Regions from separate parts of the Mus musculus genome. Here all the other regions are linked to region 2. The links are chromatin contacts, called in public Hi-C, HiChIP or PLAC-seq and promoter capture Hi-C maps. All regions are on one chromosome and are shown on one strand. The core of a region is the stretch at or near the end of the contact, and the rest is flanking DNA. Distances in the headings are between cores, read along the strand shown. Region 1 holds the start of Tent4b (terminal nucleotidyltransferase 4B). Region 2 holds the start of N4bp1 (NEDD4 binding protein 1). Region 3 holds the start of Brd7 (bromodomain containing 7). Region 4 holds the start of Vps35 (VPS35 retromer complex component). Region 5 has its middle 10 kb from the start of Gpt2. Region 6 overlaps Gpt2 (glutamic pyruvate transaminase (alanine aminotransferase) 2). Region 7 has its middle 15 kb from the start of Gm51583.

The links. Promoter capture Hi-C pulls out the DNA fragments that hold promoters and counts their contacts. Hi-C and Micro-C count contacts between places; a contact is called where the count stands out from the background. HiChIP or PLAC-seq counts read pairs in DNA pulled down with a chosen protein or histone mark.
Region 1: a contact with region 2 is called in an H3K27ac HiChIP or PLAC-seq map of embryonic stem cells, with 3 times the contacts expected there. The contact joins the promoter of Tent4b here to the promoter of N4bp1 in region 2. A contact is called at or near these places in 2 of 39 promoter capture datasets (hippocampal neurons and stem cell-derived epiblast-like cells) and 1 of 115 datasets of contacts at active chromatin or transcription factors (embryonic stem cells).
Region 3: a Hi-C map of B cells shows a contact between it and region 2, with 5 read pairs. The contact joins the promoter of Brd7 here to the promoter of N4bp1 in region 2. A contact is called at or near these places in 1 of 484 Hi-C or Micro-C datasets (B cells) and 1 of 115 datasets of contacts at active chromatin or transcription factors (microglia).
Region 4: a promoter capture Hi-C map of stem cell-derived epiblast-like cells shows a contact between it and region 2, with 2.5 times the contacts expected there. The contact joins the promoter of Vps35 here to the promoter of N4bp1 in region 2. A contact is called at or near these places in 13 of 39 promoter capture datasets (the 3T3-L1 cell line, 3T3-L1-derived adipocytes, the HPC-7 cell line and 8 more), 2 of 484 Hi-C or Micro-C datasets (B cells and muscle stem cells) and 3 of 115 datasets of contacts at active chromatin or transcription factors (astrocytes and embryonic stem cells).
Region 5: a promoter capture Hi-C map of embryonic stem cells shows a contact between it and region 2, with 8 times the contacts expected there. The contact joins the enhancer-like site here to the promoter of N4bp1 in region 2. A contact is called at or near these places in 3 of 39 promoter capture datasets (embryonic stem cells, hippocampal neurons and stem cell-derived epiblast-like cells), 1 of 15 datasets of contacts at CTCF or cohesin (embryonic stem cells), 3 of 484 Hi-C or Micro-C datasets (all in embryonic stem cells), 7 of 115 datasets of contacts at active chromatin or transcription factors (embryonic stem cells and extraembryonic endoderm stem cells) and 1 of 9 other capture datasets (embryonic stem cells).
Region 6: a contact with region 2 is called in a FOXA1 HiChIP or PLAC-seq map of pancreatic cancer cells. The contact joins the enhancer-like site here to the promoter of N4bp1 in region 2. A contact is called at or near these places in 2 of 39 promoter capture datasets (second pharyngeal arch cranial neural crest and stem cell-derived epiblast-like cells), 3 of 115 datasets of contacts at active chromatin or transcription factors (embryonic stem cells and pancreatic cancer cells) and 1 of 9 other capture datasets (macrophages).
Region 7: an H3K27ac HiChIP or PLAC-seq map of embryonic stem cells shows a contact between it and region 2, with 5 times the contacts expected there. The contact joins the enhancer-like site here to the promoter of N4bp1 in region 2. A contact is called at or near these places in 9 of 39 promoter capture datasets (HPC-7-derived erythroid cells, cranial neural crest, embryonic stem cells and 5 more), 1 of 484 Hi-C or Micro-C datasets (embryonic stem cells), 4 of 115 datasets of contacts at active chromatin or transcription factors (embryonic stem cells and epiblast stem cells) and 1 of 9 other capture datasets (embryonic stem cells).

What each region holds. Positions count from the first base shown.
Region 1 is chr8:88,198,341-88,201,485 of GRCm38.p6, forward strand. It overlaps Tent4b (terminal nucleotidyltransferase 4B), which reads left to right and starts at 1,542. Exons shown (of 12, transcript NM_001372333.1): 1 at 1,542-2,162. The coding sequence starts at 1,564.
Region 2 is chr8:86,883,365-86,886,973 of GRCm38.p6, forward strand. It overlaps N4bp1 (NEDD4 binding protein 1), which reads right to left and starts at 1,894. Exons shown (of 7, transcript NM_030563.2): 1 at 1,458-1,894. The coding sequence starts at 1,655.
Region 3 is chr8:88,360,202-88,363,667 of GRCm38.p6, forward strand. Brd7 (bromodomain containing 7) reads right to left here and starts at 1,971. Exons shown (of 17, transcript NM_012047.3): 1 at 1,705-1,971; 2 at 1,301-1,509. The coding sequence starts at 1,753.
Region 4 is chr8:85,297,652-85,300,949 of GRCm38.p6, forward strand. Vps35 (VPS35 retromer complex component) reads right to left here and starts at 1,866. Exons shown (of 17, transcript NM_022997.5): 1 at 1,804-1,866. The coding sequence starts at 1,806. Orc6 (origin recognition complex, subunit 6) reads left to right here and starts at 1,981. Exons shown (of 7, transcript NM_019716.2): 1 at 1,981-2,341. The coding sequence starts at 2,277.
Region 5 is chr8:85,480,550-85,483,847 of GRCm38.p6, forward strand. No RefSeq gene overlaps it. Among named protein-coding and RNA genes, the nearest start is that of Gpt2, 10 kb to the right of the region's middle. Within about 2 kb of position 1,517, at least 85 of the 459 cell types and tissues checked have an H3K27ac peak or open chromatin away from gene starts, as enhancers often do. A contact at or near this core is called in embryonic stem cells and hippocampal neurons, where this site is marked.
Region 6 is chr8:85,527,343-85,530,507 of GRCm38.p6, forward strand. Gpt2 (glutamic pyruvate transaminase (alanine aminotransferase) 2) reads left to right here. Exons shown (of 12, transcript NM_173866.4): 12 at 1-1,560. Among named protein-coding and RNA genes, the nearest start is that of Dnaja2, 26 kb to the right of the region's middle. Within about 2 kb of position 1,744, at least 41 of the 459 cell types and tissues checked have an H3K27ac peak or open chromatin away from gene starts, as enhancers often do. A contact at or near this core is called in pancreatic cancer cells, where this site is marked.
Region 7 is chr8:85,588,786-85,592,033 of GRCm38.p6, forward strand. No RefSeq gene overlaps it. Among named protein-coding and RNA genes, the nearest start is that of Gm51583, 15 kb to the left of the region's middle. Within about 2 kb of position 1,661, at least 18 of the 459 cell types and tissues checked have an H3K27ac peak or open chromatin away from gene starts, as enhancers often do. A contact at or near this core is called in embryonic stem cells, where this site is marked.

The DNA.
Region 1 (3,145 bases), core at 292-2,791, 1.3 Mb after region 2:
TTTCATGTGTGTGTGTGTGTGTGTGTGTGTGTGTGTGTCCCCGTCCGGAAAAGGAGGGCTTGAGTCTCAAGTTGTTATGTAGCTATGGATGGCCATGAATCGGAGATTCTCCTTTCCTGCTGAGGGTCTGGCACCAACCTCAGGGCATTTCGTGTGCTAAGCAAGCACTCTAATAGAGTTACAATTAGCTCAGCCAGTGGTCATTGTATTCTTTTTTTTTTTTTCCCCCTAAGAAAAAACGTAGAGCAATGATTCATTCTGTGACAAACAGATTTTTAATCCTTTGCAAAATAAGTAAATAAACAAAACCAATCACCACCACCCCAAACTTTCCAGGATATTGAACTGGGCACAGAGCCAAAACTCAAGTGTCAGTCAGGGACTCGGTTCTGGAATTTGCAGCGAGCTTGAAGCATGCGCACAGTAAGTGTTCTAGTCTTCTGGATAATGTTAATTACTGACAACCACCCCCTGCCCCCTTTTTGGTTATTTTTCGCGCCAGAAGAAAGCTACACAAATGGGCATTCTATGAAAAACGATCATTAACCGCAACGGTAGTGTGATTTTAGGTTTAAAAGGCTTCGAGTATTCTTAGTTATGAAAGTTGAGGGGCTTTGAGCTCGTAAGTGCACCTTGGAACAGCCGCGCTGTGTGGCCCTCCAGCCGGGCAGCGGTGCCAGCACTCGCGACCCAGAGGCCGCTGAGACCGCTCCGGAACCGAGATGCGCGTGCAGCCGCGTGCTAACCCGGCCCTTGAGCGGAAGCCCGCCCTTCTCGTGCTCGCGCGGCGCGCGGCCAGGAGCCCCGGGGCCGCGCCGGGACCGAGGGGCGGAGCCGGCGGTCCGGAGCGGGGTGGGCGGCGCAAACCAGTCACTTTCCGCGGAGTCGGCAGCCGCCTCGTGTGCCTCGGCGGCGCTTGAGCGGCAACAGAGTCCTGCGGCGGCGCGCGCGTCCGAGGTGCCCGGAGGCCCAGGTACGTGCGACCCCAGCTAAGCTAGCGCGGGACGGTTGACCAGGCGGTTGCGGCCCCGCTGCCTGCAGCCTGCCGCGGCCTCTGTGACGCGCGGTGCGGCCTCGGGGAACCCGCGGACGGCTGGCAGCAGGGACGGGGCGGGGCGAGCGCGGCGGCGGGGCAGGCGGAGCGGAGCGAGGGGCGGAGCCGGCGGAGGCCCCGCCCCGGGGCCGAGCAGCACGGACGCTACGGAGCAGGCGCGTCCCGCTGCCGCCGCCGCTGCCGCCGCCGCCGCCGCTGCTGCTGCCGCCGCCGCCACCACCGCCGCCGCCGCTCGCCCTTCTCGGGATCCGCCGCCGCCATTTGCACGGGAACCCCGGTGACAGGGGCTCGGCGGAGGGGCGGAGGGAGGGGGGAGGGCCTGCGAGCCCCGAGGGCGGGAGCGACGCCGCCGGCGCCGGCCAGGCTCCCTGCGCTACCGCGCCGCCCGTGGCGGAACCCGGGTGGCAGCGGCGGCGGCGGCCGAGGGCGGGCGTGCGCCTGAGGCAGCGGCGGCGGCGGCGGCCCTGCGGGCGGCCGGGAGGGGCGGGGGCAGCGGCCGCCGCCGTTTGATGGATCCGAGGATCGCCTGGTTCCAGCCAGAGCAGCTCGGACCGTCCAATAGTCTGTGGATGCAGATCTGGGAGACGACCCAGGGGCTGAGGAACCTCTACTTCAACCACCACTGTCACAGCAGCGGCGCGAGCAGCGCGAGCGGCGGGAGCGGCAGCGGCCCCGGCAGCCCCGGCGGCACGGCCCCGGCCCCGGCCGGCATGTTCCGCTCGGGGGAGCGCCCACTGGGCGGCCTCGCCGTGCCCGCGGAGCAGCGGGACTTCCTGCCCCTGGAGACGACCAACAACAACAACAATCACCACCAGCCGGCGGCCTGGGCACGGCGGGCATCGGCGGGCCCCTCGGCGTCGCCGGTCCCATCGGCTCCCTCGTCCCCGCGACCGGCGGCCGCACTCCCCGCCTCCGAGTCTACCGACCCGGCCTCGGGCAGCAGCAACAAGAGGAAACGTGACAACAAGGCCAGCACCTACGGACTCAACTACAGCCTGCTGCAGCCCAGCGGAGGGCGCGCGGCCGGAGGCGGACGGGCGGACGGCGGCGGGGGCGTGTACAGCGGGACCCCGTGGAAGCGACGGAACTACAACCAGGGAGTCGTGGGGTGAGTGCTGGCGTCGTGGCCTGCGTCTTGGAGGGTCGGCACACCCGCACAGCGGGGAACACGCCCACAGGCGGGAGGGGGGGATGATGGGTGGGGGATGGGGAGCCCCAGTGGGGCCTCCAGAGCATCGGTGGCCATTCATTCCTTCATAGCTTGACCAGTCTCGGTGGACCTTTCTTTGGAATTCCTTTGGAAAAAGTGGAGCTATCCTCTCCTTTTCGTAGTCATCTCTACCTTCCTCCTCTCCTAACTGTCCACACCTTCCCGATGCATTCTTGCTTGTCCTTCTCCTGGATCTTTCTATGCTCTAGAATTCAGCCTGCCCTCTGATCCCTTTCTGTCCTCCACACCTTGCTCCCCACCACCACACCCCAAGATGAAGCCCCTTAGCATCGGGCTAGTTAACTTCCTGAGAACGTTTCTGCCTTAGCGTCTTTAGATGTTAGGACCAGGAGGTGCTCTTCTTGCCAAGAATAGAAACATCCAGAATGCTCCTTCCCCTCCCCCAGTCCACGACGAAAATCTCCTCAGCCCTGAAAGACACTGCCTGCTCTTGATCCTTTGGCCCATCTTTTATATTTACTTAAGGAAAAAAAAAAAAAAAGCCAGTGTTTGCCATGTCTGTCGTGAGCAGAAAGCACTGAGTGACAGCTAGCTTGAAGTTGTCATAGATGGTGAGCTTTTCTGAGCCCTGACAGAACTTTGCAGGAGTTCATGGTCGGCAGCTTCTCACTGTGAGGTTGTCACTGTGGCAGAGGTAGCAGTGGTTTTCATTTAGGGGTGCTGGTGTTAGTGTGTGAATGTTGCACCACCGGTGACTTTGTGTTTAAAGTTCAGCTCTTACAAAATGGAATCTTACCTGAGCCCTAGTGAATTATGTACATAAGCTGGGAATGTTTCCAGCCTGCTTTTCCTTTGGGAAGAGCCCCTGTGTTGGCTGGATTAGGTTACTGAGTCTTTTCTTCTCGTTCTTTTTTTTTCCC
Region 2 (3,609 bases), core at 644-3,143:
GGGCGGCGCAAGGAGCTAAGCACAGGGGAACCAACTTGGTCCAACACCAACAGGTTCAACCCCCACACTGTCAAGAATCACACAAATAAGCACCTTACAGCCTACACATGGTAAACATTTCTTTTTTTAAATTAAATCGACACCTGGAGCTACAACCTCTTAAAGAGTAATGTGAAATTTGTGATGTAGGATAGAAAAAGAAAGTCTCCCCAGAGCTGAACTGTTTAACAAGCATCGCTGGGGCTGGAGAGATGGCTCAGCGGTTTAAAGCACTGACTGCTCTTCCAGAGATCCTGAGTTCAATTCCCAGCACCCATATGGTGGCTCACAACCATCTATAAAGGCATCTGACAACTTCATCTGGTGTGTCTGAAGACAGCTACAGTGTACTCACATACATAAATAAATAAATCTTTAAAAAAACAAAAACAAAACATCGCCCATGTGGTTTCTAGAAACAAATTCTGGTGCCTGATAGGTGGAAGAGTTTGGGAAAAGGTGGGTAGAAGATGTTCAGGAAGCTCCAAACAGGGGGCTTTAAGACATTGGTGACTTCAAACCAAGAGGGGCAGAGAGGGGCATTCTCCTAAGTTCCCAGATCTGACCCTCGAAACACCAAAGAGGAAACAATACCTTATTCCTCAACTTCCTACTCCTCCCCGGGAGCTTAAGATGCTATACAATACACCTTCAGCCTTCTCCCACCCACGGCTTGGAGGACTCTCTTGCATAGAAGCAATTAAATTGCCCGTTCTCCTGGCAACCTGTCGACTAACCTGGCTATTTCACTGACTCAATGAGATTTTAGAGGCATAAGCGCCTCCGCGGTCAAATTTTGCTGTTTTCTGACAAGGGGGAGGGGCTGATGGCGGTGCTGAATCTGAAATACTGATTATACACAAGGTGAGTCACCGCTTAGTTTCAGTTTCTCCAGTTGTTCATTTAATAGAAGGAACAAGCCCTATCAAAACGTATTCGCCGGATTTTTAAAGCCTGCGTATTCCTTTTGTGGTACTCGGCGGAATGTCAGAAGTGTAACAACCATCATTTAATCGTAGAACACCAACACTACAGGAATAATATTTTTAACGCAGCTACCAAATATTCTACCTCTGAAGCGTCTGGTCATTACATGCGTTCCCTTCCTGATTTCCTAGAGGTTCAGGCCTAAGATTCCCAAAGGGTTTAGAAGCCCTGGAGTGGCGGCCTGGAGGGTGAAGACCAACCAGGAGCATCGAGCCTTGCGCACATCCAAGGGACCAGCGGACGGAGGGAGCGCGAGCCCGCTCAGCGCGCGTGCTCCGGGGCCTGATGGCTCTGCGTTCTGCGCACTTCGCGAGGGACCAGTCAGGGAGATGCTTTCGCAGCGCCCTTTACAAACAGGGACCCCGAGGCTCCCAGGACGGACCCGCTCCGAGCGCCCCGCGCGCGGCCCGTGCGAGCCAGGCCGGACTCACCTTGGCGCTGTGCACCGCCTCCTGCGCGCCGCGGAGTTGCAGCCAGATACGCGCGGGCAGCGGCTCCTCCGCCCCGAGGGCGCCGAGCACGGCCAAGCCCACCCCGAACAGAGCCTCGATGCGCCCGCGGCTCCGCTCCAGCAGCGCCGCCTTCTCCGCGGGCGCCGTGAACTCATCCAGCACCACCCGGGCCGCCATGGCGGGCGCGGCCTCCCGGGGCGCCGGGGGCCAGCGGCGGCGACGCCCCCTCAGCGTGCCGCCGCTGCACCGAGCCGCTCAGGAGGCGTGGGCCGTGCCGGCCTCCTCGCCCGCCCGCAGGCCCCGCTACACCATCACGACACGGCCGCCGCAGCTTAGCAACTGCGGGCAGAGACTCCCCGCCACCCCGCTGCCCCGCTGCCCCGCTGCCCCGCCACGGCCGCCGCCGCCGCCGCCACAGCCGCCACGCATGCGCTCAGCCCGCCGCCGTTGTGGAAACTCGCCGCCCCGTCGCGAAGGGTGCGTTGGTAGGCTGAGGGCAACGGAAGTCGACGCCACACGCTGTCACCATGTTGACCGTGGGCAAGCGTCGGCAGGCGAGGCCTGGGCGGCCATATTTGATAAGGGCCTGATGCCTTTGGGCATCTAGTAGAAGGATTTTACATTGATAGGCAAATGGTGATTCTTTTCCTTCTTTTTACTTCCTTCCTTTCCCCTTTTTACTTACTTCAGAAAAAAAAGAAAAATCGTAACAGGAAAAGAAAATGGGACAACCAGTAAAGAATTAAAAGGCCAAATTGCTGGTCTAGTGTCAATTACTGTCATCCCACTGGGGTGGGAGAATGAGGTAGGCAGATAGTCATTTGCTGAAGGCAAGCCTGAGCTACATAATTCCAAACCAGTTTGAGCTATAAAGTGAAACCTTGTCTCAAAAACCAAACAAGAGCTGTTTCGGTGGAGTGCTTATTGGGTATCATAAGGACTGGGAGTTTGATTTGGCTATCATCACTCCAGGAAAGAGAACAGATCTTCAACCCCAGCTCCAGCTGAGACCTGAGGGCTTGCTGGCTTGCAGCTTAGCTAACAAAAGGCAAAAGGGGAGCCACAGATCCAGGGAGAAACTCAATCTTAAAGGAGTAGATGACATTGTAGAGGAGATCACCCAAAGGCCCCTCTGGCCTCTGCTTAGAGAGAGAGGTGCTTACCATCACACACTTATGCCCATACATTCCACACAAGTATATGCATAACTCTAAAATAAATCTATTTTTTAAAAAGTTGGGCATGGTGTCATAAGCCTAAAATTGTGGTAGCACTTAGATAGTTGAGACCAGAGTCAATCAAACAAAAAACCAAATACCTTCTTCTAATGGCGTGGCCAAGTGAGCAGTTTCTTTACTGTACCTCTGGCATACAGGAAAGGGGAAAGGCAATTTCAGTAGAGTTATGTGTGTTATGTGAGGGGCAAAAATAATAGGGATCATACTGTGGGACTAGGGCAAATAAACCAAACCCTTCTTCTGGCCTGTGTTTCTGTTAAGTCAAAGGCATCACTTGATTCCAATGCTTCCCAGATGTAAGCTTTCTTCTTCTTTTTAATTATTTATTCACTTTATGTATATGAGTACACTGTAGCTGTCTTTGGACACACCAGAAGAGGGCATTGAATCCCACTACAGATGGTTGTGAGCCACCGTGTGGTTGCTGGGAGTTGAACTCAGGACCTCTGGAAGAGCAGTCAATGCTTTATAAACCACCAAACTATCTCTCCAGCCTGACATAAGTTTTCTTGAATCCTTAAAAACAAATTGTGAAAGATAAAGTATTGGTTTCTGTAGCTGGTTTTTGCTACTTTATGGGTTCTTCTTTCTCCCACACTTTATCCCCCTACCCCAGTTTCACTCCCTATCACGAGGTAGGAGAGAAAGAAGGGTAGAGGAGAGAGAGGGAGAGAGATTTCTGAACCTAATTTCTTCCCTTTTGTTCCTTCTTTGAGAATGACTACTAAGAAACAGTAACCAACCCTACCTATTGGGGCTCCAGCACTTATATACCCTCTGGAAAGTTCCCAGAAGTCCAAACAGTTGCAGAAACTATCTGCAGCTGGCAAAGCCATGCCTCTATTAGAGCACGAGGCAAATCATAGTCAGCTGCTGCAGACGGTCTTAAGCAG
Region 3 (3,466 bases), core at 721-3,220, 1.5 Mb after region 2:
GGCTCCACAAGTACCTACATGCACTTAACCCCATGTCCTAAATTTTAAAATTCTGAGAGAAAATATCTTTCAATTTAAATTTCTGTTCTGACTCAAACTCTGTATCTGTATGAGAAGTCTACCCAAGGGCAAGGATTTTTAAATATGAAAAGCATACCAAAATCTACCTGTTCAAAGTTTTTCTTAGGCTTCTCAGCCAGCGATGGTGGCCCACATGCATAATCCCAGCAAAAGGAAAACCAGAATGACGGACATACACTGAGTTCTAGGCCAGCTGCATACCTGATGCCCAAATACCCACGAATATAATCAAGACAAGCCTTGTCGAACTCATAGGTAAAACAATTTACATGTTCACTTTCAAAACTCTCAGTTAAAACAAAGACTCATGCCTGTGTGCTTTTGTAATTTAGGAAATGAAAATATAAGCCAGCCTGACCCAAGACTGTGACTATTGCCATAGTCAAGCTAAAGGTCATAAAATTCTGGGCAAAAAAGAATAAATTTAAAACATTCCTCCCCCCCCCCCCAATAATTTAAGACATTTTAAAGAGACAATCTCTAAGGCTTGGCCACTCATCAATGACTGTATAAAGCAAAGAAAAACTCTAAAACTAAGCCTCAGAAAGGATGACTTTCAAAAAGTACTAACGCATTTTAGTAAGCACTTGAGGGCAGGCAGCTAACATTTTGGAAGGGCAGAATTCTAGGGCAATTCCAGATATGGGTGGACTCACCTTTGAGAAGAAAGTTAACCCGCACTATTCAACCTACCTGGCAAATCAAGACATTAGCTACTTACTCTTTTCTAGTTAATGAAAACGGTTGCTTATTTTGTATTAAGCAGCACAGGTTGGCCGCAGTCTCCTGCGCGCTGAGATCACAGGCACGTGCCATCACGCCGCGCCAGCTCCATTTGTCATTAAAATAACTTATTTCAGGAGAACACTTGGGACACCTGTAGATCGCCTTCACTTCTGAAGAACAGCTACGTTTGACAAACCTCCCAGGCTTTCCGGTGAGTGACTTCTCACCCTTCCAAGACAATTATAAAAAAAACAGCCTTTGAAGGAGTCACGGAAGACCAGGACTCGGCTGCTTACAGGATGTGTGGGGACAGCACGGGTGCTCGAGAGGACACTTGGGACAAGACTTGCTGAGCGCCCAGGTGACCCAGGCTTCTGGTCTGTCTCACTCCTCCACAAAGCCAGACTTCCCAGACGTCTGGGTGTCGCACTGGAACAGGCTAAGGAGGCTGGGAACTGGAGCCCGGGGCCATAAGCAACAAAGCCCCCTTTACCTTGACTCTTCTCCGTTTTCTCCCCTTCTCTTCCCCCGGAGCCTGCTTCTCGCCTTTCTTCCTCTTTTTCCGTTTTCTGTCCTTGTGTTTGTCATGGTCGCTTCTGTCTTCGAAGAGGCTGGAGTCGTGCCCGGAGCTGCCCGTGGAGAGCTCGGTGACCTCGCTCCCCCCGACTTTGAGGACCAGCTTCAGGGGCTTCTCCACGTACTCTGAAACAAGAGCAGGACGCGGGGCTGAGCCGGGGCCGGCCGAGGGCGGGCGCCCCACCTCCCAGCGCCCCACGAACCCCCGCCGGGACCGGCAGGCCCGAGTCGAACGCCGCCCCGCCGGGGGCGATCTCCGCGGGTCGGGGCCTTGCGGGCAGGGGACGGCGCGGCTCCGCAGGCAGGCCAGCCGCTCCTCACCCTCGTAGAAGTGGCGGTCCGACTTGTGCTTCTTGTGCTTCTTGCCCATGTCCGACCGGGCCCCAGAGCCCGCCCCCCGCGCCAGGCCCAGGCCGTGCGGCGCCGCTTCCGGTCCGGGCCAGGCGAGCGGAGGGCGGGAGCGGGGCCCGCGAGAGCCCGCGCCGCGAGGCAGGGGGACGGCACGCGCCCGGCGGCGCGAGGTCCCTCACGAGAAAAAAAAAAAACCACGCGCGGGACGCGACCGAAGCGCGACACCAGTGGCGAGAGGGCGAGAGGCCGGCAAACCAGCGGGAAAGAGAGGCCGCCGAGCGGACGGGATGCGGTCTGCGGCGCGTGGCGGCCCCTGGCGGCCGGAGGCGGCGCTGCAGCCTGTGGTGGAGGGCGGGGCTGCGGCTGGGGGGCGGGCTCAGAGGCGGGGCCTGTCTTGACTTTCTTTTTCCATCCCCGACGCTCTTCCCTGCTTTCCTGAATCCTTTTAACTTTCCTTGGCTTTTGTTTCTTGTCTTTAGCAATATTATTGAACTCCATCTGTACAGGATCGGGCAGACCCAAGAATATGGGTCCTGCCAAGCCTAACGATCTCCGTTCGCTCTCCAGGTTCCACATGAAGGAGAGAATCGACTCCTGAAAGTTGTCCTCTAATGTTTACATTTATATATATTCTTGCACAAATAAATAAATGCATACAGAAAAAAACCAAAACAAAACAAAAACAAAGGCTTGTTCATGATAGAATAAAGCCTCCAAGATGTTAACTAAATGAAACGCACCAAGTGTGCAGCAGTGTTGTTCAAAAGTGAGACCGGAAGTGAAGGTGTGGTCTGGATTCAAAGGCTGGAAACAGTACTGCTTACTTTATTTCAGGTGACCAGGACGGTATAGGGGTGGATTCTTTTACTTTTATGCTTTTCTTTGTGGTTTAAAAAACAATTTATATGCTAAAGTAACTGGAAAGAAAAGGAAGCTAAGGGTCTAGAAATTAGCTAGAACTTGCCTCCGAAAAGGTGGTGGGGTTGCAGCTATTGGCTCCCCAGGGAGGCACAGGCTGCCTGCTGTTTTGTCTGCTTCTCACCCCCATCAGTGCCGTTCCTGTTCTCTTATCTCTGGATGCCCAGCCCTTCTGGGCAGTGGCTCACTGACAATTTTGTCTACTGGCACTTACCCAGATGGGCCACGTTAAGATCTGCTTGTGCTGGGTGTGATGGTGCATGCATGCATGGCTGTGCTGGCCTATCCCGGCCCTCAGGTTGAGGCAGGAGGACTGAATCCCAGACTAGCCAGGGCTACATAGTAACATGCTATCTAAAAATAGAGCTCACTGTTGCATGTGCAGAGATGTCTAGGGAAATAAAGTGCACGCTCTCTCTCTCTCTCTCTGTGTGTGTGTGTGTGAGACAACTTTACAAAATAGCAAGAGCAGGTAATATTCATATTCCCATTTTATAGAGGAGGAAATGGATGCCCAAAGAAATAAGATAGGGGTCAGATGTAGAATCAGTATTCAAATCCAGGCTTGAACTGGAGTCACAATCCTTTTCATTAGTTAGTACACACAGTGCAAAGTGTCTTTACTGCACTTTTAGCCTTCTAGTGGCCTATACATTTTATAAAAATCTCATTTTTTCCTCAAGAAAGAATCTAACCGATCCTTTCTACTGTACTCAGAAGTGGACTTGAGAGTGGAGAGAAGATGCAGGAGTTAAGAACACTTGCTGCTCTTCCAGAAGACCTGGGTTCGGTTCCCAGTACTTACCCCCATCCA
Region 4 (3,298 bases), core at 616-3,115, 1.6 Mb before region 2:
CTTGGGTTCAATCCCCAAGACTGCAGAAAAGACAAAGTTAACCGTCTGGATCCCATACACACACTAACTTAGCAATACCCCAGAAATCCGATGACGGAGCACACCATGAACATTAAATGGCAAAATTCTTTCTTTGTGCAGAATTTCTGCCCATTCTCCTCAAAATCTGTTTGCATTACCTCCAAAGCTCCTAACACAACCTCTTTCCCACCAGGAGCCCAAAGAACTATAGCAGAATGTTTCAAAAGCACATCTCTGCCATTTATTTCTATCTGGTGCCTAGCACATTCTATAAAATTGAAAGTACACCAGATGTTTGGTTAGTGCTGGACTCAGGATTTTTAGGAGTACAGTACCAGTGATATCAACACTTGCTTCCAGATGCAAAAGTGAGACTTAAAGGCTAACTACCTACTCAAATCATAAAATTGCCTATGACAGAACTGATACCCAGGTTCCATTTTCCAATAAAATTCACAGGGAAAACTGGTCCAATCTGGTTCCCCAGGCACATAAATATAATTTATAGTGTATCCTCAAATGCTTTGTATTATAAAACACTATGTCAACCAGTAAGTGTTGAAAAACAAAAAAGTTAAACTTCACACCAGTCATGTGCCAAATCTCAATTGTACAAAGTTCCGAGGGGGGAAAACATCTTGTAAGGCAATATATTATATTAAATATACATCAAATATTTATCAAATTACGGGAACAAACGCTCAGAACTCAGCCAGCCAGAACCAAAGATGACATAAATACCAAGCTGATCGGAGTCTAGCAAGATCATCATAAAGGTCCATTCCAAAAAAAAGGAAAAAAAAAATCAACAAAAAGATTTAATGCTGGTTTTTCCTATTAACACACTTAAAGTGAAGTATGTGCAGTGGCACATAGAATTATCAATACAAAGAATGAATATTGAAATTAAAAAAAAAGGACATAAGCATAGCACATCCAAAACCACTACCTGTTCATACTACAGCAAATGCTCGTATAACGCAAGTGACAACTTGCCCTGTGGAAAACAGGATCCGAATTTTGCGGAAGTTCCTGTTTATAAGGCTAGTGCCACAAAGCATCACGACATGCTATCGTCGCGGAGAAACCTTTGAATGACTGCTTCCAGCAAGTGAGTTAGAATCCTCAGAGAGCAAATGCGAAACGGAGACCTGTCTCCTATCTGATGGTTGGGCTCAATGAAAAGAAAGCAGGAGTCCTTCGGGAAACTCACGTGAGCAGGTCCCTAGAATTCGCTGACAGGCGCTGCAAGATGAAGGGGGCTCTGCGGCCACGGAAGGCCGGGAGACCACTGCGCCCCCCCCCCAAGGATATTTCCAGCAGAGAAAAGGCAATGGGACCCCCGAGGACAGCTGAGTACAAAGCTGGAAATGCACCATCTGGGCGCGACCCAGCTACGGCGCCAGCTCAGAAGCTCGGGGGCTCCTCACTGTCCCAACTCCGCACAGACCCGGGAGTCCGACTCTCAGAGGGAAGGTGGCCGTTCCGTACAAGAGTCTGACGCAGGCCTCCACCGACACCCAGAACCTGCAGCCCGCGACACCCCTAAGGGAGGCTCCTGGTCTCGGGGTAACGACCAAATTCTGCGCCACCGCCCACCGCAGCCCACCGCAGCCTAACGCGGCCTTCCTCAGCCCGTGCCAAGCCCGCAGGCCCAGCCTGGACCGGACCGGCCTCGATCGAAATGCAGGGCCTCCTACTCCGCCAGCAAGGCTCCTGTCCGCCGAAGGAAAACGTGGACTGCGACTCGGCAACCCAGGCCCACCGCTTCCCCTCACTCACCATGGCGACTCCGGGGACCACAAGCAGCAGCGCCTACCCCGCCGGAGCCGCCCGCCGTCAGGTGACCGAGCCTTGCGAGCCCCGCCCTCTCTAGCCCCGCCCTTGGATAGAAGCGGCTTTTCGATTGGCCCACTTAAAATCTCGCGTAGTTTGGGGAGAATGGGCAGCCGGCGGTGTATAGTGGACGGGGCGGGGCGAGAATAGTACAACGCTGCGGCGAACTAGGGACAGCAGGAAGGGAAGCCTTAGTTAAGGAGATCCGCGGCCGAGGAAGGGCAGCGAGAGAACCTTCTGCGCGTCCACTTCGCCTGGGCCCGCGCCTCATCGTGTGCACATGCGTAGAAGGATGACCAGGATTGGTGTGTGGAACGGTCTCAACCTCTGGTCGCAACCAATCTGGACGCGCCGGGGGTGGGTCTTAACCCTCTGACAATCTGCGCGCGCATTGCTCTTGGCGCGCATTTCTTCCAGCGATGGAGTCGGAGCTGGTACGCCGCCTCGCCCCGCGTCTCGGCCTTGCGGAGCCGAGTGTACTGAGGTGAGTGTGGCCGTGTGTGCGGGTAGACGTCCCAGACTGCGGCCCTGGGTCCTCCCAAGGCAGCGTCGGATGAGGGACTGGCGATGAGGGAATGACCGCACACTGGTCTGGGCGAGACTCGGGCCCAACATCAAGAAAAACTGTTGTTGGCTTGTAGAAGATGGTTTGAGAGGACGTATATAGTCGTCCTTGAAGCACTCTAGCTCTGTTGGATACACTGTGGTCGGAAAAGCCGGGGAGGACCTCTTGTCATTCCTTCAGACTCGATAATCTTGATAAGCCAGCCTTGCAGGGCAGACCCTGTGCAAATCACTATAGATGGCAAGAGAAAGGTAGATTATGGTACAGAGTGAAGAGCTGAAGTGATGAGCAGGGCGTAAGAATTCCAGAAAAGGCCGGGCGTGGTGGCGCACGCCTTTAATCCCAGCACTTGGGAGGCAGAGGCAGGCGGATTTCTAAGTTCGAGGCGAGCCTGGTCTACAAAGTGAGTTCCAGGACAGCCAGAGCTATACAGAGAAACCCTGTATCGAAAAATCGAAAAAAAAAAATTCCAGAAAGGGCCCAGTGGCGTTGGGGCTGATTTATTAAATAGTGGCACGCATGGGAAAATATGGTAAGAGTGGCCCAAATAGCTTCCATTTTCCGAAGCCCTTGAGATTAGGAGGGTCATTGTAGGATCTGTCTTAGGAAATAAAGCTACAGCAGGCAAGTGTGTAGAAAGTTCGTAGGTCTATTCCCAGGGCTACTGACCGGAAATACAATGGGACCCAGAACTATTTTCACAAGCCGCCGAAACTGAGACCCAATCAGTCATTAAGGAAGAGAAAGGGATTTAATTTACTCTAATCTGCCTGAACCAATTCTTTATACTTGTTGAAATAATGTAAGAAGGAAAGGTAATGTCCAAGGAACACGCTTGGACACAGCTAAGTCTGGAGTCATTTTGGTTCTATGTAA
Region 5 (3,298 bases), core at 267-2,766, 1.4 Mb before region 2:
GCTGAAACACACACACACACACACACACACACACACACACACACACACACTACAGGTAGAGAATAAGATTAAGTGCACATGCATTTGGGAGAAAGAAAATTTTTTCTTAGATGTAATTTGAAATCCAGAGGAATCCACCCTCAGGAATAGGTAGTAAGTGGGAACTGTAGGCTATTGATTAGCAGATGGACTTATCTGGATGGAGTCTATTGGGTCCATGAGAGGTGGATCTGAGTGGGTTTCCTGTAGCTTATAAGTTTACAAAAGAGATAACAACATAAGCTAACAACATGTATAGTCTTTAAGATGAGCCTTTTGTGGGTCAGAAGGAACAAGAATTTGTGATTATGTAGTTGGATCGTATAGTGAAATGTTTCACTTGAGTTAGGCAAATTTATAAGAACTCGAATAGTGTTAGGACAGTGGCATAGCAAGAAGAAGAAATATGAAGCATTTAATTGATGGAAACTGAGTTTAGGTAAGAAGTTAGCTCTGTCTCCTAGCTGTCAACCTACAGTTACCTTAGCTGTCAATGTAGTCAGAAATCTGAGGAAGAATAAATTATAATCTAGTAGGCATATATTATTTTAAAAATGACAGAGTTCACCTATAGTCCAGTTTCTTATGGCCTCTATGGTCTCCATGGCAATTTGGGCAGAGTCAGTCTGGCTTCCAAGCCCAGAAGATATAGAGCCTTTTTCTCTGTGAAAAGGATACATGTGCTATAAGAAATGACTTACCTTGATATAGGCAATATAAGTCATTTGACTCAGGGTATCCAGTTTTGTCCATTGCGTTTCTCAGTGGTTATCACACCACAATCCAGGCAGTATCTTGTAGCTGTGTCCAATTCTTCTGAGACCTTTTGGGTCTCAGAACTGTTAGACTTCAGGAGATTCTATTAGTCATGAACTTAAATATATTAATAGTGAGAAGACTTCTGACAAGAGTGAGGGCTGTATCGATTGGTTATATCTGAATAGAGTGTACCATGATTTAATGGCAGTAGCAAAAATCATTATTTATCAAGATAGGATAGGAATAAAAATCGTAAGTAACTTTGACAGGTTGTGTAAGTAGAGAAAAACACATTTTGTATTAGTAGAAAAACACATGGCTTAGAGTTGGCGTGGACCAGAGTAAGAGAGCTGGCAGTAGTGGCTTGAGATCGTGGGGACAGAAAATGAGTTTGTCCCACTGGGTTCAGGCCTGTGACAGGAACTAAGCAGGCAGGCAAGCCTGGGGAATGGCTAGTCTGTGGAGTGAGGGACAGGCAGACACACACATGTGCAGTTGAGGCACCAGGAGTGCACTTGGGTGGAGGGGGAACTGGTGTGCAGCCCACAGCCTGAGGAGCACAGATCACTAGGAGCACAATAGTAGCGTGGGCCCCCAAGGCACACAGGGCTACAGCGCTGCTGAATGGTGGTGGCGGCGGGGGCAGCAGCAGCAGCAACAACGGTGTTAAGGGGGAAGTGCCATTCTGTGGTGCGCATGGCTCTGACACAGGCAAGTGGGGCAGAGCTTCCTCCTAGTAGCCGGAAGTCCCAGACCAGTACTTCTAGCTGCGAGCTGGCACTGCACCACCCCACGGTGGGCAGAGGAAGGGAAGCACCTGAAGTAGTTTGTTCAGTATCCCAGCAACATGCACGCTATTCTTGTAGTGCACAGTGGGGTTAGCCACTCACTTTCTGAGTCCCTGCCAGAGAGAGAGAGAGAGAGAGAGAGAGAGAGAGAGAGAGAGAGAGAGAGAGAGAGAGAACTCACAACACAGGTGTGTGTGTGTGCACATGAACAAGCACAGGCAGACGGTCGAGCGCACATGTGTAAGTGTGTGTGCGCACAGAAAATGGCTTTTCTTTTTTTTTTTTTAAGATTTATTTATTTATTATATGTAAGTACACTGTAGCTGCCTTCAGACTCTCCAGAAGAGGGCGTTACAGATGGACCATGTGGTTGCCCCCTAGAAAACAGCTTTTCAATTAACAGAGTCCAAAGGAGACCGAAAGAAAGCTGTTTTTCTTGTGGCTGTAGCAGGCAGTCAAGTAAGGGCGGTGGTGGGCAGAGCACAGGAGTCCTGAGTGAGAGAGAGCACAAGTGTAGGGGCGGCAGATGGTTGCCTGCTTGTGGGAAAGCAAGTCTCACAGAGTCCCTGGCAGGATGCAAAGAGTGGGGCCAGACCCGCTTTTCACATGGCAAACTTGGAGCAGAGCTGAGGAGGAAATACGAGAGGAGGAAGGGCAGGTGGGGCCAGACCTGCTTTTCCAGAGGCAAACCAGTGGTGACAGTAGCCATATTTTTGGGAGTGAACAAATGAGGGAGGGGGGTGGGGAAGCCTACACTGGCGAGAAAGTGCCAGGTTAATGGCCATGTAGAGATATTGTTTTCTGCTTACTGTGAATTAGATCAAGGCAGTCCAGTAAATAGGGACAAGGAAGTGAAGACTGACCCATGGGTAAGAGAATAGGGTTATTAACTGCCCTACCAGAGTCCTGAGGGCATTATAGATAAACAGAGAGATTCTAGCACAGGCCAGACCACCATGTTGTCATGTGGCGGCTGGGGGCTAAACTCTGGGCCAGTGTCCCAGTGCTATAGAGAACAGTTCACCCGGGCTCAGGGATTTCTCAGCATTGATAAAGAAATGGTCTCAAAGGAGAGAGGAAAATCTCACCCAAGGGAAAAGTCCTAGAAGGGGTCAGTGAAACGACTGAATGTCTCTATCCTCAAGGACAGTACAGGGGTAGCTCTGAGCTCAAGAACTCTCCCCTGGGACCATGGAGACATTTACTCTGAGCAGTGTGGGCAGTGGGCTTAGCAGTTCTCCAAAGTTTGGCTCGGGAGCATTGGCTCTCCATGTGATAGCAGGGGGATGCAAACCTGCAGAGTTTCTAAATCCCAGTCACAGAACCGTATGAAGTGTTTATAAAAAGATAAAGAGGGCTGGCAAGATGGCTCATCAGGTAAGAGCACTGACTGCTCTTCCAAAAGTCCTGAGTTCAATTCCCAGCAACCACATGGTGGCTCACAACCACCCGTAATGAGATCTGATGTCCTCTTCTGGTGTCTGAAGTTAGCTACAGTGTACTTATGTATAATAATAAATCTTTTAAAAATATATTAAAAAAAGATAAAGACCAGCACTCGGGAGGCAAAGGCAGGCGGATTTCTGAGTTCGAGGCCAGCCTGATCTACAAAGTGAGTTCCAGGACAGCCAGGGCTATACAGAGAAACCCTGTCTCAACGCCCCCCTCAAAAAAAGGGGGGGATATATTTTATGGACGTGTGATGAGGTATG
Region 6 (3,165 bases), core at 494-2,993, 1.4 Mb before region 2:
ACTCGAGTCGCAGCATGTGGGTGGGGCTGTGGAAACCTGGCCAGGCTGGACCTGGTCAGCCACACCTCAGAGACATTGTTTCCATTTGGATGTGAGCAGGCGCAGGCCTGCATGCTCTTTCCTACTTAGCATCATCAGTTCTTCCGCCTCCTTAGCATGGTTCTTTGTAACAGCCATGCTGGGAAGCTCTGAACAATAAAATACTTCCAGAGTGGTGACTGAGCAGCTTGGTCAATAAAAACTAAAAGTTGCGTGGGGCTGAGTATGATGGCATACACTTTAATCCTAGGACTGGGGAGGCAGAGGCAGACTGGTGTCTGCGAGTTTGCGTCCTGTCTGATTTACCTAATAAGACCTAGTCACGCTGGGCAGTGGTGGCTCACGCCTTTAATCCTAGCACTTGGGAGGCAGAGGTAGGTGGATTTCTGAGTTCAAGGACAGTCTGGTCTACAGAGTGAGTTCCAGGACAGCCAGGGCTACACAGAGAAACCTTGTCTTGAAAAACAAAAACAAAAACAAAAAAGACCTAATCACAACAAAACTGAAAACAACAGAAGCAATAAATGGTTGGGTGGATGTCACTGTTGAGTGGATCTGTGTATATGTGCATATATTTTTAGTATCTTATATATTTTAAATATGCACAAGTATAAATATATGTGTTCCTGAACAGTACATTTACCTAAGTATCACAAACTTGGTTAACCAACAGCTTCTGCTTCTTTTTTTTTTTTTTTGGATATTTTCTTTATTTACATTTTAAATGTTATCCCCTTTCCCAGCCCGGAAACTCCCTATCCCCACTCTGCCTGCTTCTATGAGGGTGCTCCCCCACCCACCCACTCCCGCCTCCCTGAGCTAGCATTCCCCTACACTGGGGCATCAAGCTTTCACAGGACCAAGGGTCTTTCCTCCCATCGATGCCCAAAAAGGCCATCCTCTGCTACATATGTGGCTGGAGCCATGGGTCACTCCATCTGTCCTCTTTGGTTGGTGGTTTAGTCTCTAGGAGCTCTGGGGAGGGGGCGGGGATGTTGGTTGGTTGGTATTGTTGTTCTTCCTATGGGGTTGCAAACCCCTTCAGCTCCCCCAGTCCTTTAACTCCTCTACTGGGGTCCCAGCTTCTGCTTCTTAGGGTTTGACCCTAAAGACAGGGAGTTGCTTAGTTGGAGAAACTTTGGAGGTCTTTTGTTTCTGTTTTTGTTTTGAGAGCCTTGCTCTCTGGCTGCCTAGTATGCTAGTACATCTGTACCCCAGGCTGACTTTAAACTACTGTGTAGTCTAAGGCTGACCTTGAACTCCTGAGGCTCTTGCCTTTACAGTCTACACTGGGATTGTGCCACCATTCCTGGCTCTAACAAGTTGTTAAAACTAATGTGGACTTTTGCTTTCTGCTGGCAGTAAAGTAAGAAGAGATTAAGGCCGGAGAGGTGGGGACAGGAGCTGGAGAAGCGATGGGTTGGGTTGTGCTATACGACATTGTATTGATCTTACCCAGGTTTCCCAGTTCACATTTGTCTTGGAATATGGCTTTCAAATTTAAAATTGTTTTTAAAATATGCTTTCTATATCTTTATTAAAATTTAGAAAGTATGCAAAGAAAAATAACTAGGACTCTAACTAGGAATCATTAGGAACCCACTCAACACAGTTTAAGCAAAGAAACTGACTATCCTGTGTAAGCTGTAGGGAAACTGGCTCTGTTTCTAATGTTTACTCTGGCAGAGGTTGCCTTGCCCCATTGCACATAGAAAATCTCATGGTCCCACGTGTCCTTTCCTGAGTCAGATATTTTGGCTTGTGAGAAGAGGGTGCTTTGCACAGGAAGGGGAGCCGTGTACAGAGGAGGTGGGAATGGCTGTTAGGATCGCCAGCCTTGCTGAGTAACATTGAGTCAGAAGAAACAACCCATGAAAAAGGGATGGTGCTACACTAACAGAGGCCACTTTAGTGTGGGTGTGGAGGATGTGTGTTCAAGAAGTGTATGTGTAGCTGGGCATGGTGGCTCAGGCCTTTAATCCCAGTACTCGGGAGGCAGAGGCAGGTGGATTTCTGAGTTTGAGGCCAGCCTGGTTTACAGAGTGAGTTCCAAGACAGCCAGAGCTACACAGAGAAACCCTGTCTCGAAAAAACAAAAACAAACAAACAAAAACCAAAACAAACAAAAAGAAGTGTATGTGTGTGCACACGAGTACAGGAGCTCACAGAGGCCAGAGGCATTGCATCCCCTGGTGCTGGAGTTGTGTAGTGAGCTGCTTGTGGGAGTCACAGCTAGTTGGTAGCTAAGTGGACAGAGAAATGTTTTGTAGCTTCCCTCACAGGAGCCCACATAGGAACACACACCAACTCTCTAGGGAGTAAATTATATTTTATTGTACAGTTGAGTGTGTTAAATACAGATCAGAAACTACAGATATTATTCTAGATGGGAGGGGAGGGGGTAATGTTGAGATGGTCTCACTGTGTAGTCCTGGTTGGCTTTGAACTCCTGCCTGCTCGCCAGTCCTCCTCTCTTCAGTGACTTGTGCTCCCCACCATGGCATGCTTTGTCAGCAGAGGCCTGGAGTGAGACAACAAGCCTTTAAATTCAACCAGATTCAGGCTCTTATGACACAGGCGGACTATTTCCCAGAATATCCCATGAATGGTCCCACTGGCTCTTCACTGGGAACCTTGTGAACCAGGCCTCTGCTGTCCCCATTGCTCTCAGAATTATTCTCCAGGTTCCCACGGGCATGACCCACTAAACTATGCCTGTAGTACTCAAAGGCTTTTCTAGCCCAAAGTTTCAAAACTCTTCCATGTTCCTCCAACAAACCAGTTCCAAACAGGTAAGAACTATATGGTTGGGTTTATCATGGCAACAGCCCCACTTCATGACAGTCTTTTTTTTTTTTTTTTTTTTTAGTATTCTTTTTTCCTGTTTGCCATGATAAAACACCTTGAGAAAGGAAGAAAGAGTTTATTTGGGCTCACAGTTTGAGGGCACACAGTCCAAGGTAGCAGGGAGTCGTGGCAGCAAGGCCTTGAGGGAACTGTCCACCCTGATGAGTGCTTGTATTGAGCCCACTTTCTCCTTTTTATTCATTATGGGACCTCAGACCACAGAATGTTATGTCCCACATTAAGGGTGTGTCTTCCTCTCGCAAATAACCTAACAAAGAT
Region 7 (3,248 bases), core at 411-2,910, 1.3 Mb before region 2:
GGCTGCCTATCACAGCCCCACATGTCCCATGTCCAAAAATAACATCAGTCCAAGTCCAAGAACACAGAAAAAGACATCAACACACAGACAGTTTGCCCCTGCCATGGATGCAGAAACCAGGTTATTGCAAGACTCAGTCAGCTTCTGCTGATACTGTGTCTTGCCATTTCCAAAAGGAGTGAAGTCCTCCTGACTCCCTCCTCAGGGTCTGAAGTGTCCTTCAGACTCCCCACAGTCACAGCGTTAAGGCACGTCTGCTCCCCGCATTTGACTACACCATACCAGAGGCTTTCCAGCTGACAGTGTGCTCAAAAAGTGAAAGCAAAAGACAGAGAGACAAACACATGAGTAGGCACCTGTTGCCGAGCTTGGTCTTTTTCCCTCTGATCAGTCTAGTTGGTGGTCACTCAGGGGGTCTCCTTGAATACTAGCACAAGCCTCCAAATGTAAGACCCCAACACTCAGTCAGTGTTACTTACTTTGAGATGCCTCTGAGTGAGACACTGAGATGCAGATTGATGTAAAAGCAAGAGGTTTATTTTCCAGAGCATCAGGGTCAACCTTCACTTAGTCCCTCAAGGAGAGTGACTAGAAGGTGACCCCGAATGACTTAGTTAGAAGCAGTTTTTATCCCAGTACTCGTGAGGCAGAGGCAGGCGGATTTCTGAGTTCAAGGTCAGCCTGGTCTACAAAGTGAGTTTCAGGACAGCCAGGGCTACACAGAGAAACCCTGTCTTGAAAAACCAAAAAAAAAAAAAAAAAAAAAGAAGCAGTTTTTATACTTTTTAGGGGCACAGGTTACATCAGCAAGGTTACAGTTCAAATTTATTGGCTAAGCATATTGAGCTTTAAATCTATTGGCTAGCAAGCATGGGCAGATCGTGACATGCATTTGAACTCTACCTAGGACTTTCCAGAGGATCAGGTGAGTATCAGTCAGTACATTCTGTTGTTTTTCTGATTTTTTTACTCAAGAATGTTCCTGTGGGTAGAGAATGGAACTTGGCCTAGCCTTGACTCCAGGCAGGAGGGGAAAGCTGTAAGGAGAGTAGGGACTTTGAAATAGCCCTTAGGGTCCCTCAATAGAGTTATATGAGAAGAGGGATTGTTCCCTCAACTGAGAAAATTCCCCAGTAGATTGGCCTGTAGACAAGTGTGTAGGGCACTTTGTTGATTAATGATTGATGTGAAAGGGCCCAGCACACTGTGGGTGGTGCCACCCTTGGGCAGGTGGTCCTGGAAGGTGTAAGAAAGCAACCTGAGCAAACCAGTAAGCACTACTCCTCCAGTGTTGAGCTTTGCTTTCCACCTCCAGGTTTCTGCTGTGATTTCCTGTCTGGACTCCCCATCATGAGAACTGTAACCTGTAAGATAAAATAAACCCTTTACTCTGTCCTTTTGCTTTTGGCCGTGGTGTTTATCACAGCAACAGCAAAGCAAACTAAGACACAAGGTGACACAGAGGACAAAACATAAACATCTCATATCTCAAACAAATTGAGGTTCTCTGAGTAAGTTTTTAAAAAATCAAATAAAATCCCCCAAACCAGTCTTTACTAAATTGACTTTTATCATGGAAAAAAATGGCAACATCAGTGCTAGTAAGCCATTCCAGTCATACTGAGACCTGGTAAGGAAGTTCTTGGAATGTTAATGGTGGGTGTGGTTCTGAAACAACAGCAGGCAAGAGCCAGAGCGGCTGCCATTCCCAGGGCACTCAGCAGCTTTAGCACTGTTAAAGCACTAAAGCACTGTGATCTATTAAAACCAGGCATTCTATAGGTTCATATATTCAATATTCAACTTCTTGTATAGAAGCAAAGACACTGGTGATACTTTTTTTGTTGTTAAGAACAAAGCAAGTATATTTTGGAATCTAGGATGGCTCTGAGGTTAAGAGCACTGGATGTTCTAGCAGAGGACCTGGGTTTGGTTCTATGCACCCACTTGATGGCTCACAACTATTTGTAACTCCAGTTCCAGAGTCTCTGATGCTATCTTCTGACCTCCATGTGTACTAGGTATGCACATGGAACATATCTATACATACAGGCAAAATACTTATAGATATAAATTAAATAAAATAATCTAAAATAATTAAATAATCGTTTATTGGACCACATGATATAGAAGATAGTTTAGTATCAATAGTATGAATGACAGACTAATAAAAATATTTTAATATACGTATATAATAATATGTATTACTATACAGCTTTCTTGCTTGACTGAGCAAAAATAAAGCTGAAACACCCCTCCCCTTCCATTTTGACTTGTAGTTGAAGACAGGTAGGAAGATAGTATTTGGTGTGTTAAAAGCACACTTTCTCTTAGGCCTAGTCATGAAGTGTAAATAATGAGTGAGCCACCTTTCCTAGTTGTGGTATGTCTTATTGGTGCATTCTGGAATCACGTACATATATACTGCCAAATGTTCATTTGCAGGGAATGTGGTTCAAGTCTTGGGATTAAAAAAAAAGTTCCCCAGGGAAGATGCTGTCATGGAATTTCCAGGAAAATTTCTGTGTCTCTCAAAATGGAGCTGAAATGTTTGAAAACTCCAGACTGGAGATGCTAAGCCGCCCAGGCAATCAGATTGACAGGATGAACACAACCACCCAGCTCTGCTGTTAGCCTGTGAGCGGTGCACCGGGGGTCTGATCATCGTAAAATTCAGTGACCTAACTTTACAGCTGGGAAAAACTGTAAATACTTTCAACTGAGACGTCTTCCACATTAAGTGTAGCAAAATCGTTTTAATCTTACAGTAAATACAGCACTAAGAGAAAGCTACAAGGTAGAGAACAATCAGTCAAGAGCATGCTACAGGTCCACTTGACTGGAAAGTCTCATTTCATTAACTAGCAAACCATCATTCTAGGTTGTGTTTATAAATTATTACCCTGCAACCACACCACATGAATGCCTTTCTCTTCACATACCAAAAATTCCTCTAGTCAGCTTTGAAGCATTCTGCATTTCTTTGCCAACCTTGTAGCCTGGTATCTTCTTCCAGTCTATTTTGGTGACAGCAACTGGAAACTGTTGGAGTAAGGCATACACAAAACCTTTGAATTAAAGTCTTTAATACTGACTCTTTTTTTTTTTTTTCAAGACAGGGTTTCTCTGTGTAGCCCTGGCTGTCTTGGGACTCACTCTGTAGACCAGGCTGGCCATGAACTCAGAAATCCTCCTGCCTCTGCCTCCCAAGTAGAGGTGTGCACCACTACTGCCCAGCTAACACAGAC